Regions from separate parts of the Rattus norvegicus genome. Here region 1 is linked to region 2. A link is a contact called in public Hi-C data. All regions are on one chromosome and are shown on one strand. The core of a region is the stretch at or near the end of the contact, and the rest is flanking DNA. Distances in the headings are between cores, read along the strand shown.

Region 1 (6,566 bases), core at 406-2,905, 79 kb before region 2:
TTGATACTTTGGTAATAGAGACCTAACTTCCAGGTCCTCAAACTCTGGGCTAAAGACATGGCTCAGTCAGTAAAGGGCTTGCTGTGAAACCATGAGGACCCAGGTTCAACTGCTAGCACCCATGTGAAAAGCCAGACGTGGTAGCACAAGTCTCTACCCTTTAGAGCTGCAGAGGTGAAAGCAGGGTTGGGGTGGGGTGGAGCGTGTGCCAGTATCTGGGGTTTGCTGTCTGGCAATCTAGCCAAATTTGCAAGCTCCAGATTTAGTGCTAGATCTTGTCTCAAGAGTAGGCCTGGGGCTGGAGAGAAGAGCTTGGTAAATTGCTTGCAGTTTAAGTATGAAGACCAGGGGCTGGAGAGATGGCTCAGCAATTAAGAGCACTGACTGCTCTTGCAGAGGTCCTGAGTTCAATTCCCAGCAACCACATGGTGGCTCACAGCCATCTGAAATGGGATCTGATGCCCTCTTCTGGTGTGTCTGAAGACAGCTACAGTGTACTTATATAAATATAATAAGTAAATTAAAAAAATACATGCACACACACAATTCTAAAGTGGAGAGAGACTAAGGAAGGCACTTAATATCAACTTCTCTGTGTATTTTTGTCTTTAGAGAAAAATCCAATGTGAACTGTCATATTAGCTACAAATAAAGAACAGAGGTGTATGTACAGGTTGTTTTTCTGAATAGCTCTGGATTTATTCTAGTTTCCATCTGCTCAACTCAGTTAAGTGCAAGCATGACAGTTTTCATGAAGAGAAAGTAAAAATCAACAATATACATCTTTCAAAAAACAACTGTGTTCCATTACCTTCATTCCTGCTTAATTCAATGTCAGCAAATAAGCCAATCTTAATAATCTGCCAGAGCAGTCCCAAGACCAGATGAGGTTTCCCGGCACGCAGATCTTCGGCACCAATGTTCACAACGTGACACCCAATGGCAGAAGCAGAATTCAGGGCCAAGTTCAAGTTTTCCTGGAAGACAGACCAAATTATGCACTTCTTGACCTTTTTTTTTTCCACACCCAGTCCACCTCAGCCTTCACTGAAAATACCGCTCAGTTGAGAAATTAGCAAGAGGTATTAATTTCATCCACCCACATTTACAGAAAACAAATGGCAGAGTTGGGCAATAAGCAGCAAAGCGACAACAATCCTCAGCCTCACTCGTAATCTTTGTGCAGAATTCTACAGGGAATGGACTTTTTCTTTTGACCTGGTTGCTTTGGAATTATGCCAATTCTAAAGTAAAAATGTCAAGTCACCAAAGTCAATATATCCATGGTGTTATTTTTTCCAAAACTGCCTAAATTTGGAGTCCAACAGTATATGGCATAAATCCAGGTTCTAGAAATGACCAATCTATCTATCTCAAGGTCACTCCTGCCTGATGGCACTTCGCTGTACTAATCTACTACTTATTCAGTGGAAAACCAAAAACGCTCCACCCTTTAAGCACACCAGCTAAGAAAGAGCTTGATCATTTTGTTCATTTTGGTGATATCTTAACTCAATAGGTAATGAAAGGAACACAGGGCTTTGAGTTCAAAAGTGCCAGTGTTAATTTCCAGCAAGCCCCGCAATCCTTTCTGAGTTCCAGCTCACTGAAACATCAATGATCATTCCACACGCGGAGCTGCTCTAAAGATTAAAGGCCAGCAAACAGAATACACAGTGTATGGTCTCTGTTTCAAATCACAGTTCATGGAAGAGAGAATAGAGAACTCCTCACACCTGAATGATGAAGGGTGTAAGCTTCTTCTTATTGATTGCTCTCTCATCAATTGTATCGGGAACAGAAAGGTTGATCATTTTGCTGAAACAAACAAAAGTTGGTTTACTTTGAAAGAGTCCACAAAGTTCGGTGTTAATATCTCACTTTGTAGAGTGCTTACCTAGCATGTATGAGGTCATGGGTTCAGTGACCAGCACCACATAACTAGGACATGGAGAAATATATATTCCTAGCACAAGAGCATGGAGGCAAAAGAATCAGGAGTTCGAGGCCATCCTGGACTACATATCAAGTTGAGGCTAGCTTGAGACATACGAAATCCTGTCTCTAACAACAACACTTTGATAAATCTTCATGAATGTTAAAGCTTATTATAAACTATCTTTCATGCAATATAAAAAATGCACTCGATCTGGGGCTGAAGAGATAGCCCAGGAGTTAAGAACATTACTGCTCTTGTAGAGGACCCAGGTTTGGCTCCTAGCACCTATACTGAACAGCTCACAACTGCCTGTTAACTCCAGTTTCAGGGGATTCTAGGCATTCTTTTGGCCTTCACAGGTACGTGCACAAGGTGGTATACATAAACCCATGAAGCTACACATAAAATAAAAACAAAATGTCACAGATGATGTTTATCACGTTGACCACAAAATATATATGTCCAAACTGCAGATTAGATAAAATATGATGACATTTTGGGGTGCCCAGGTCTGAAAAAATTATTCATATTCCATATACATATATATACACATATATACATATGTACATGTATGTATGTATACACACAAACACATGCATACATACATAACCCAAATCTAAGTTTTACTTTTTGGGTTTTTTTTGTGATGCTAAGGTTGTGAGGGTTTTTAATTTTGTTTTGTTTTGCTTTGTTGTTTTTTTTTCTTCCTTTTTTTTTTTTTTTTCGGAGCTGGGGACTGAGCCCAGGGCCTTGCGCTTGCTAGGCAAGCGCTCTACCACTGAGCTAAATCCCCAACCCCTGTTGTTTTGTTTTAAGATAGGGTTTCTATGTGTAGTCCTGGCTATCCACTTTGTGGACAAGGCTGGCCTTGAACTTATAGAGATCTGCCTGCCTCTGCCATCCAAGTGCTGGAATTAAAGGTGTGTGTCATCACTGCCTGGCAGGTTAGCTCTGTTGTTGCTTTTTCTTCTATCTTTTGTTTTTCTGTTCTTTCCTTCCTTCCTTCCTTCCTTCCTTCCTTCCTTCCTTCCTTCCTTCCTTCCTTCCTTCTTTTTTATTTTGGGACAGGATCTCCCTGTCTCCTTGGCTGTCCTTGAACTCACAGATATTTGTCTGACCCCATTCCATGAGTGCTGGGATTACAGGCATTTGCTCTCATGTGCTGAGTTTGGAAACCAAGGCCATGAACATGTAAAAGGTTCTGACTATCTGGACCCCATCCACACAGCTACTGTGTGGGAAGCCTTACATAGGAACCCAGACTTCAATAATGAGCTTATTTTAGAACAGTGTGGCAAAACCATCTCTGAGAACAAGAGCAGCAACAGACAAGTGATAATCTTACATCACTCCTGCCAAGATACTGCTGGTTCAGATGTAGCTAAAGTGAGGAAAGCAGTTTTCAGAATCAGATCACTGGAGAGTTAGAACTGAAGGCTAGCCTCTTATTCTCCCTTGAGAAGTCAAGGTATTTCAGAATAGATAGTGACATACTTACATTTTTTTTTAAAAAATGTAATGTTCTGCTTTCTCAGTAATGAGAAATTGGAAGCCAAAAATTCTACCCTATAAAAGAGGTCCCCACTCTGTGACTGACTTTTACTTTTACACATAGATTTAGATATTAAATGAAAAAGACAAACCTGAGCAATTGATGCCCCCCTTCTAGATATCAAACAGCCAAATAACCACATAACCAAGTACAGTTATTCTGTGGAGATTATCTTTGGAGATTGGGATACAAAACAAAACTAGTCTCTTACCAGAGCACAATTCCATCACCAACTGCTTTGAATAGGTCATCAGTATTTGGGTTCATGGGTATGACATGTCTGCAATCGGGATCATTTTCCAAAGCTTTATTTATCCAATTAACGAAAGCATATTTTTCTTCCTCTAAAATTATATTAAGTAAGCAAGAAATCAGTTCATACTCTCTGTTAATTATTTGGCCCCAACCCTACACTTGTTGTGTAGTGCTGTTAAGAGATAATGCTTCACAATTATGTGGCCATCTTCTTTGAATACTCAGAGACGTGAAGGCAATCCAGTGGCCATTAGGGATTAATTAATATGCTAGTAGAAACAAAAGAACTGATCTTTAGGGAAGTTATAAAATATATAAAAATTGTATTTATATTATTGCACACCTCCACTGTAATGAAGATTATCATCACCGAACTTTCTGACAAATATGTGACCCAAGACCCAACTAGGTCACTAAGACTCCTTAGTACATTTACTTAGAGAAACGTGCTTTTTAGGGCTTCAGTCTGTATCTGCCCAGTGCACTGTACTGACCCAAGTACACCCATGCCATGATTACCTGAGTAGGAATGCTGGGTTCCTTCACTGGACAACTCTGAAGTTCCTCCCAGAGCACAAATCCCTTCTTTCCTGTTGATGGCTTTGCGGAAGGTTTTAGCAATGTCACTGCTCTTTACCTCTTGGAAAATCTATCAATGAAAACAAGGCTGCAGATTCACACTTTTCAAGAGGACACAAGAACAAGCACATTGAACTCCGTTTTACCTGTCTGTCACCTACAGTGTTTTCCACAGGCAGTGAATGTTAAGGGGAAAACTGGCTTGGGTTTCTGCAATGCTACAGTACTGTTACTAAAGATGAAGCGTCAAGTTCACACACTCGCCAAAAGCATTCAGGGCTGCATGCATTGAATGCACTTTTAAGTGAAAAAACTTGCAGTTCCAAGGCACAGGTAAAACTGTTCATTCCTCATAGTGAAGCATAGCTTTGTTCTTTTCTTAGAGAGAAGAGGCTGATGGACAGCCCCTTCTTGAACCACGATTCTTAGCACACAGACAAAAATTTATGACTCGACCAAAAAACTATTTTGTGGTATGATGTGGTAGCTAAAAGTTTACTCAATCAAAGCAACAGAGTAACAAAGGAAAAATGTGTTATCCTGGTGGCAGAGATGATTCCCAAGGAGAGTAAGTATGATGTAGGCAATATTATTAATACTGTATAGTCTACTGCTCGATGCAGCGTACTCAACAAACTAGTCGAAAAAGGAAGAAAGAATGTAGACAACAAAGGCAAAGCATGGTGGGCACATTTGTATAGAGGCAAGAGGATCTATACAAGTTTGAGCCCCGCTACAAAAGGGGTTCCTGGTTGCTAGGGCTGCATAGAAAATTTTTACCTCAAGAAAGAGCCGGCAGGAAACAGAACGATTGCATGTTCGTGGCCACCTTGAACAAGACAGTGAGAACTTGTCTAAAAATAAAAATTAAAACTGGGAAATTTCACTAGGCGGTGAGCATGCACACCTTTAGTCCCAGCACTCTGGAGGCAGAGACAGACTGATCTCCAAAGTCTAGGCCAGCCTGGTCTACCATGTGAGGTCTAAGACATCTGGGACTATTACACAGAGAAACCCTGTCTTAAACAAACAAAACAAAAAAAGTGAAACTAGCGCTGTGTCCACGCAAGTGCCAGGGTTTTGTCCTCAGTTATGTGAAGGAGATAGAAGAGGAAGCAAACTCAGAAAGGGCTTTTTAATGATTGTCCTATTTGGGCTTCACCGCCCTTCGCAGAACCTGGATAATATGTTAATGTTTTCAAAAATAATATTTCCCCTTTTAGAAAAGATTTATTTTTATTTCTTATGCGTTGATGTTCTGTGTCCATATATGTCTGCGAAGGTGCCAGATCTCCTGGAACTGGAGCTACAGACAGTTGTAAGCTGCCATGTGGATGCCATGTGGAATCGAACCTGGGTCTTCTGGAAGAACAGACAGTGCTATTAACCACTGAGCCATCTCTCCAGCCCAAATGTAAGCTTTCTATACTGGTTTAATAATGTGAATGAATGAGCGTCCTTAAAATCTGTCTCTATACTTCTGTTATTCTCAAATTTGTCTCCTTCCAAAATCTCCCCTGCTTACAATGTTCATGCTTCAATTTTTCACTGGCAACTAGGAATAAGTCTGGCAACCTGCTAAATATTCTTTAAAACAAATTGAATCACTGTTGTTACGGCAGGGGCACACAAATGGAGGTTAGAGAACAATTTCGAGGAGTTGGTTCTCTCCATCCATGTTTACATGCACTCTGGAGATCAAATTCAACTCAGCAGGCTTGCTACGCAATGCTTTACCTACTGAGCCATCGTTCAGGGTCCTGAAACTTTTGCTAAATGCCTTTTGAACCTCCCTTTAAATAGAAGCATAAACCAAAGAATGGCTAAAGAGAACATAGCCCATGTCAAAGTCTTTTAGTGCTGCTGACTCATAGACACTGTCACTCTCCTCCCTGGAAGAGGTCACCTTTAGTTGAAGTTCACAATGTACAGCCGTGCAGACTGGAAGAGTCTAGCCTATGCAGGCTTCGGGCAAAGCCCTTTTGTAATCAATCCACTAAGAGAAAGGATCGTTTTTGTTGTTGATTTGTTAGATCTACCGGCCTCTGCCTTCTCAAGGGCTGGGATTACATATGTGCCACCAAGCACAGCAAAACAGGGACTTTCTGTAATGGATAATTGTTATTCATTATCATAGTCATATCAACCCATCACCAACTTTGGTTCTCTAAACATACTATTGTTTAGGAAAATGCTGTGCAATTAACTTTTAAAAATCAAGTTCCCTCTAGTTTTTTGCAG
Region 2 (6,262 bases), core at 904-3,403:
CCACTACTTAGCACAAAACCCAAGCAATTTTGGAAATTTCTTATCAAGTAGGTTTGGGTGTGGTTTCGGAGCCAATTATTTCCAAACAACAGATAACTGAGAGTTAATTTTACACGAGGAATTGTTCGCCACCTTTAAATAGACGCCCGAAGTTGAGGATAGTATAGGCTAGATTAAAGGGTAGAGATGGTCTATTTTTTAACACTATCAGTGGGATACTGCTTCAAAACTAGTCATTTAGGGATGAAATAGGACATGAGTTAAACGTTAGCTTTCTTAGAAGATGATTTTAAAACGATGTTTAAAATTTAGAAAAGGAATGTGGAATTTCTGGGAAACAGTGACGTATGTCACAACATTCAGTACATTTGAAGCCTTTGTCTCAAAAGCAGCTCTTTTAATTTTTTAATATTCTGCTTCATTTTCTTTTTCTTAAAACCACAGTAACAGATCACTTTCTGCTCCCTCAGGCAAATCCAAGAAAACCCTTCAGTGGAAGCTGACACACATCGCCCCCGCCCCCCCTCCACTTTTAGCTTCGTAGTTTGGGGAATATGGGCCTCAGCCATTGCATTCCAGTTTTAAAGTCAAAAGAGGTCATGTGATCATTACCCTAGGGGCATCAGAGACTTAAGACACGTGATGCCAATTGGCATGTGTGGGACCTCGGCCATTAAGTTGCAATTCACAGTAAACTGCATCTCCGGGTTCAATTTTAGCCTCCCAAACCCATTTTGATTTTGAAATGGAGTAAAGGCTGACTGCTCAGTAGGTTTTTTTTAACTTCATCTACATCTTCCACCTACCATAACCACCCAAGCCCCTCACCCTGTCTACATTATCCCTAAGAGGAAGGGCGACGGAAGAAACATCCCTCAGGTCTGGTTCTAATGTGACTAGGCGCCCCAGTTTAAATCCAAGCTAGACCTGCACCTCTGGTGTAGTTATATGGCTCAAGTGAACAGTGAGTCTTCAGGATGTAAACTGTCAGCAAAGCAAGCAAGGGCCTGAAGCCAGGCGGAGGTTCGGGACCGTCAGCACTTGACCTAGTGGAGCAGCAGCAACTTTGGGACTGGCGACCGCAGGGTTAGTTGGCGTCCCCAGGCCTCTCATTAGGTCGCTAAAGTAAGCTGGCGGAGAAAAGTAAACACAGGCAAGTGCAGCTGAGTCTGGGAACAGGGCTACAGCCACCATCTCTGCTCAGCCTCCCAAGGATCCCAGAGCGGTCCCGGTGCGGTGCTGCCGCCCTGCTCCTAGCTCTGAGTTCCACAACCAGAGTCATCCGGACGCAAGCTGACCGCCAGGGCGCTGCTTGGGGAAAGAACCGAAAGGTACCTCTGGGCTAGCCTGGAGAGCTTCTGCCACCGAAAGGAAAAAAAAAAAAACTGCTTACTCATAGGGAGTCGCAGCGCGGTCCCGAAGCTCCGTGTTAGGGCTGGGGAGGGGAGCGGGCGGAAGGTGGGCAGCAGAGGCCAGGTTCCTCCTAGGGGCCACCGCACCCGCTCCGCGTCCCGCCCCTTTGGGAGCCTCGGGGTCCTCAGGAACCAGCCAGGTCACCTAGAGCGGGCAAATGGGAACTAGCGGGAGATGACCTAGGCTGCTGGCTCCGGCATTTCCCAGTGGCTGAGAAGGAGGGAGGGAGGGATGGGTTGAGGAAAGGCAGTAGCCAGAAAAGGAAGGCTGAGGGAAGTTAGGCATAGGGTTTCCACTTCAGGGGTGGTCGCCGCCTTAGGGAATCTGGGTAAGGGTTGGCTTTTAAGCCCTTCCGCCTGTGGTGGGCAACAAGTTAGGAGGAACTAGAGAGTAGTCACAACGAAGAGCAGAAAAAGTGATGGCAGAGGGTGGTAATCGGGAACCCTTTGGAGCTCCCACCTATCCGGGTGGCGAAGGTCGCTCGGGAGTAGAGCCTCGGACTCCAGAAGAAATTTTCTTCGATCTCCCCCTTTGCCCAACCCCCGCCCCCTAGTATAAGGCGCGTTCCTGCTGAGGTTCCGGGAGATGCTCTCACCAGGACCCACTCTTCCCCACGCCCAGGAAACCGGCTCCCCTCGAGCCCTCGGAGCTGCAAAGCACTTACGTAAAAGTCGCAGAGTCGCTGATCTGGCCCTACTGCTTCCGACCAAGCTCTCAGACAACTTCTGCCCCTAGGAATCTCTGCAGCTGTGCTTCTAAAGCCAGCGCTCCCTCCCCTCTCGCCAGCCCCCTCCGCCCTGCGGCCTCAGCCATTGGCTCTGGTGGTGTTCACCAGTGGCCTGGGAACCAGGAAGGGGATTGGGCCAGGAGCCTGTCACATCAACTGGGTGGGGAGCCCAGAGACCGGGCAAGGGCAGGGATGGGCACTGAGGAGGGATGGGGACTGGAACTCTGTGTTTGCGAGCCTGTTTTTCCATTCCCTACCTTGTGGAAGAACTTAGAAGTAAGTCCAAGGTGCTTGGCTTGGAATTCATGTTTCGAAAAACATTACTGAAATGACTGTAAAGTTGGGAATTTCGGAGCATGTCGCCCATTTAAGTCAGGTATGGGGGCGGGGTGTGACAGTGTCGTTTTTTCTCTTTATTAAGAAGGTATAGTACTTCATTTTGATCTCTTCAGACCTGGCACCAAAGGACTCCGAGGGGGGAACCTCCCAGCTACTGTCTCTTTGTTTTTACTTGGTTTGTTTTGAGAGAGGATCACACTATGTAGCCTCAAATTGGCGTTCTCTCCGCTCAACAATCTAGTACTGGAATAACGACCTAGCGCCAACACACCCATTTCATCAGAGTCAGGGAAAGGCCCTTGTGTATCTGGCACCAGCCAAATGAATTGTTGGCTTAAATCACTTGTCTGGTAGCTTTGTCCTTGAGAGGAGGAGAGGAGTAAGAAGTGGGTGAGAGAAGGAAGAAGTGGTAGAAATCACTGGGTTGCACTGGAGCAGTCGCTAGTGCTTGGGGTCTCCTCCCTGTCCTTTTCCCTGAGACAATTTGGGGGACATGAGGTTTCCTTTCACCTTCCTAGAAACCCACAGTTCTGCCCCTTTGCCACTGTCACACGGTTCCCCTCTGTATCTGTTTTTCAATCCTTTGGCTCATCCTAGCTCCAAAATCAGCCTGGAGGGCCAAAGTTAAAGTGTCCCCCTGAACCCTGACTAGATTGTTTTATAAGAGAACTGTAGAAAAGTCCTGAGTACTTCCTGCTTGGCAGCATTCCAGCCCTAAACAGGTTGTTGTTGTTGTTGTTGTTGTTGTTCTTGTTCTTGTTGTTCTTGCTGCTGCTGTTGTCCAGGAAGAGTCTGCTTGGGAAGTTTGGTAAAAATTTACAGTTAGTTCAGGTGAGTTCCATGGTACATATGCCAGAGAAGGATCCCAAAATAAGAGGAGCTTAAAAATTGAATGCAAGGGCCAGCAAAGCAGCTTAGTGTGAAAAGGCACTTGCCACAGCTGCCCACACGAACTCCATCCCTGGACCCAAGGGGTGGAAAGGGAGAGCTGTCCTCTGACTTCTAGTCAGGTGCCTTAGAATATGGGCAGCACCCACACACCCCCACACCCCCCACACAAACACACCACATAAATAAAAATGCAATTCATATTTGACTACTAAAAGTTGTGTGATCTATGAACTATTTTAAGGATTTTATTATAAAAAGTATAAAGTTAGAATTAATTTAAATAATATATGTTTTGTCACAATATATCTAGAACCTATAATTACACGTTTTCATAGAGGAGCTCTGGACATGCTCTGGACATGGTAGTTTTATATCTGTAACCCCAGTATTCAGGAAGCTGAGGCAGGAGGATTGCTGAAATGATAGGGAAGCATAGGGCTTGTAGTGAATTCTAGGCCTTCTTAAATATGGGAGGGGTGCACAAGTGCCTAGAGGCTAGACCAGCAGGGAAATACTTGGCACTGGGGAAAAGCCTTGTTAAATATTAGTCAATGATTAGCCAACTAGGAGACCTTACAAAAGGCACAGAAAGGTGAGCAAGAAATGAATAAGCACTCATGCTTTTCAGAGACAGTACATAGCTGTTATGTTGATGTAGTCTGGGGAAAGCATGCACAGTATTGCCATGCACAATTCTAGGAGGCTCCCGAAGGAGAGTCCTAGTTTTCAGTAATTGGCCCAAAGGCTTGGTGTGGTCACTGGCACACTTTACTCACAATTTTTGGACACACTAAATAGGGAAGGTTACGTCTGCGACTTTTCCTGTGCCAGTCCCTAGTGAATAGTCCCCGCCTCCTTTTAAGGTAGAATCTCTAATTTATCAGGGGAGTAACAACAGTCTTCCAGTACAGGTGAGTTTTTCAAGTGTAGCATGTATTCCATTTTCCCGTGGTTTTCTAGTTCTAGAATTTAAAATAAGGCAGAGAGGGCCAATAAGAAGGCCCCATAAGTAAAGGCCTGACTATCTGTATTCAGTTCCAGAAACGTGAGGTGGAAAGAGAGGACCAAGTCTGGAAGGTGTCCTCTAATACATATTCTCACCTCATGAGTGGATTGCACTTACAGGTACAGAAACACCTTTTACAGAACTTTTATTCTTCTCTCATCCCAAATGCAGTTTCCCCTCCCTCCACCCCTCTCAGTCCCTCCCCACCCCTTCCCCCTCCCAGCAGGCCTCTGGGGGATACCCACTGAACATGGCAAAACAAGACGCAGTCAGACTAGGCACAAATCCTCATCTCAAGGCTGGATGAGGCAACCCAGTAGGAGGAAAAGGATTCCCGAGAGCAGGCAAAAGAGTCAGAGACAGCCCACATCCCACTGTTAGGAGTCCCACAAGAACACCAAGCTATACAACCATAAAATGTTTGCAGAGGAACTAGCTTCGACCCATACAGGGTCTGTGATTTTTACTTCAGTCTCTGTGAGCCCCTATGAGTCCTGCATAAGCACATGTTTAATTAATTGACTGATTAAATGTAAAGTAAAACAAGGCAGAATGTAATAATTCTGCACTGTAGAATGCCTGCACTTATCTATAATCCCAGCATTCAGGAGGCAGATGCCGGCTTGGGCTACAGAAGGAAAAACCGTTCTCAAAATGTAAAACAAACAAAAAGCTTACTTAGCCGAAGACAGTATAGTTGGTAAAGTGTTTGCCTAGCATGGGGTAAGCCCTGGGTTGGGCCTCTGCTGGAAATGTCAACACTTAGGAGACAGAGGCAGGGGGCTGGGGGTCGTCCTTGGCTACATAGTAAGCAAGGCCTGCCTGGGATAGTTGAGACCCTGCAAAACAAAACAAAATAACACACAGCAAACACCATTTTGTTCCTGTTCATTTTTTTGTATGTCTATGTGTGAACGTGTATGTATGTACTCATACGAATGTGTGTGTGTGACCTCCAGACACACATGCCAGTGAGTCTGGAGGTCAGAGGATCACCCCAGGTAGCATTCTTTAAGAGATGGCACTACCCTAGATTGGGGAGGGATATGTGAGGGGTGTGTGTGGAAGGAGTGGGCCATGACCAGGATGTAAAGTGTATAAATAAATAAATTAATGGGAAAAAAAGAGGTAAGTATAATTATATATTTAAAAAAAGAGATGGTGCCACACACCTTGTGTCCCTCTTCTGAGTATATGTGTGCAGTGTGTGTGTAAGTATGAGTGTTCACCTGTGGTGGTTCGGTTCACTTGCAAGGATGTAGATATAGAAGCCTAAAATGTACCTCAGGGGTCTTCCTGCATTACCCTAACCTTATTTATTGAGGCAGGTTTCTGGCTGAACCAGAATACTCTAATATCCCTGGGCAGCTTTTCCCAGGGATCCTGCCTCTGTGTTCTGAGTACTAGGATTATAGGCGGCCACCAGCACTTTCAGGTATTTGCTGATTCCACCAGCAAGAGCTTTATCCAATGCGCCATCTTCAGAGCTATGCTCGCTCTCTCTCTCTCTCTCTCTCTCTCTCTCTCTCTCTCTCTCTCTCTTCTCTCTCTTCCCTCCTCCCTCCCTTTCTCTCCCTCTCTCTCCCTCTGCCCCTCAAGTTTGCCAGGCAGTGAGCTACCTTCCCAGACCAAAACAAAAAAATATTTCTACTAATAAATAGTTTCCATTACCACTAAAGATCTCAAAGTTCAGCCAGTTGGGCTGGGGATGCGGCTTAGTTGTAGAATGCTTGCCCACATGGACTAGTGCACTGGGTTTAATCCCCAGCACCAAAACAACCTTCCTCCTCCGGTCAAAAAAAAAAAAAAAACCCCTAAGCCAAACATCACCCTTTAATGGCAGCTTAGCAGTGCATACTTTAAAACCGTGCTACCTCATTATGTCA

The links. Hi-C and Micro-C count contacts between places; a contact is called where the count stands out from the background.
Region 1: a contact with region 2 is called in a Hi-C map of liver, with 4 times the contacts expected there. The contact joins the enhancer-like site here to the promoter of Pls3 in region 2. A contact is called at or near these places in 3 of 12 Hi-C or Micro-C datasets (Schwann cells, kidney and liver).

The regions. Positions count from the first base shown.
Region 1 is chrX:116,475,845-116,482,410 of GRCr8, reverse strand. It overlaps Pls3 (plastin 3), which reads right to left. Exons shown (of 16, transcript NM_031084.1): 4 at 4,266-4,395; 5 at 3,703-3,835; 6 at 1,737-1,818; 7 at 812-977. Among named protein-coding and RNA genes, the nearest start is that of Pls3, 78 kb to the right of the region's middle. Within about 2 kb of position 1,655, at least 1 of the 93 cell types and tissues checked has an H3K27ac peak or open chromatin away from gene starts, as enhancers often do. A contact at or near this core is called in liver, where this site is marked.
Region 2 is chrX:116,397,200-116,403,461 of GRCr8, reverse strand. Pls3 (plastin 3) reads right to left here and starts at 2,153. Exons shown (of 16, transcript NM_031084.1): 1 at 2,078-2,153.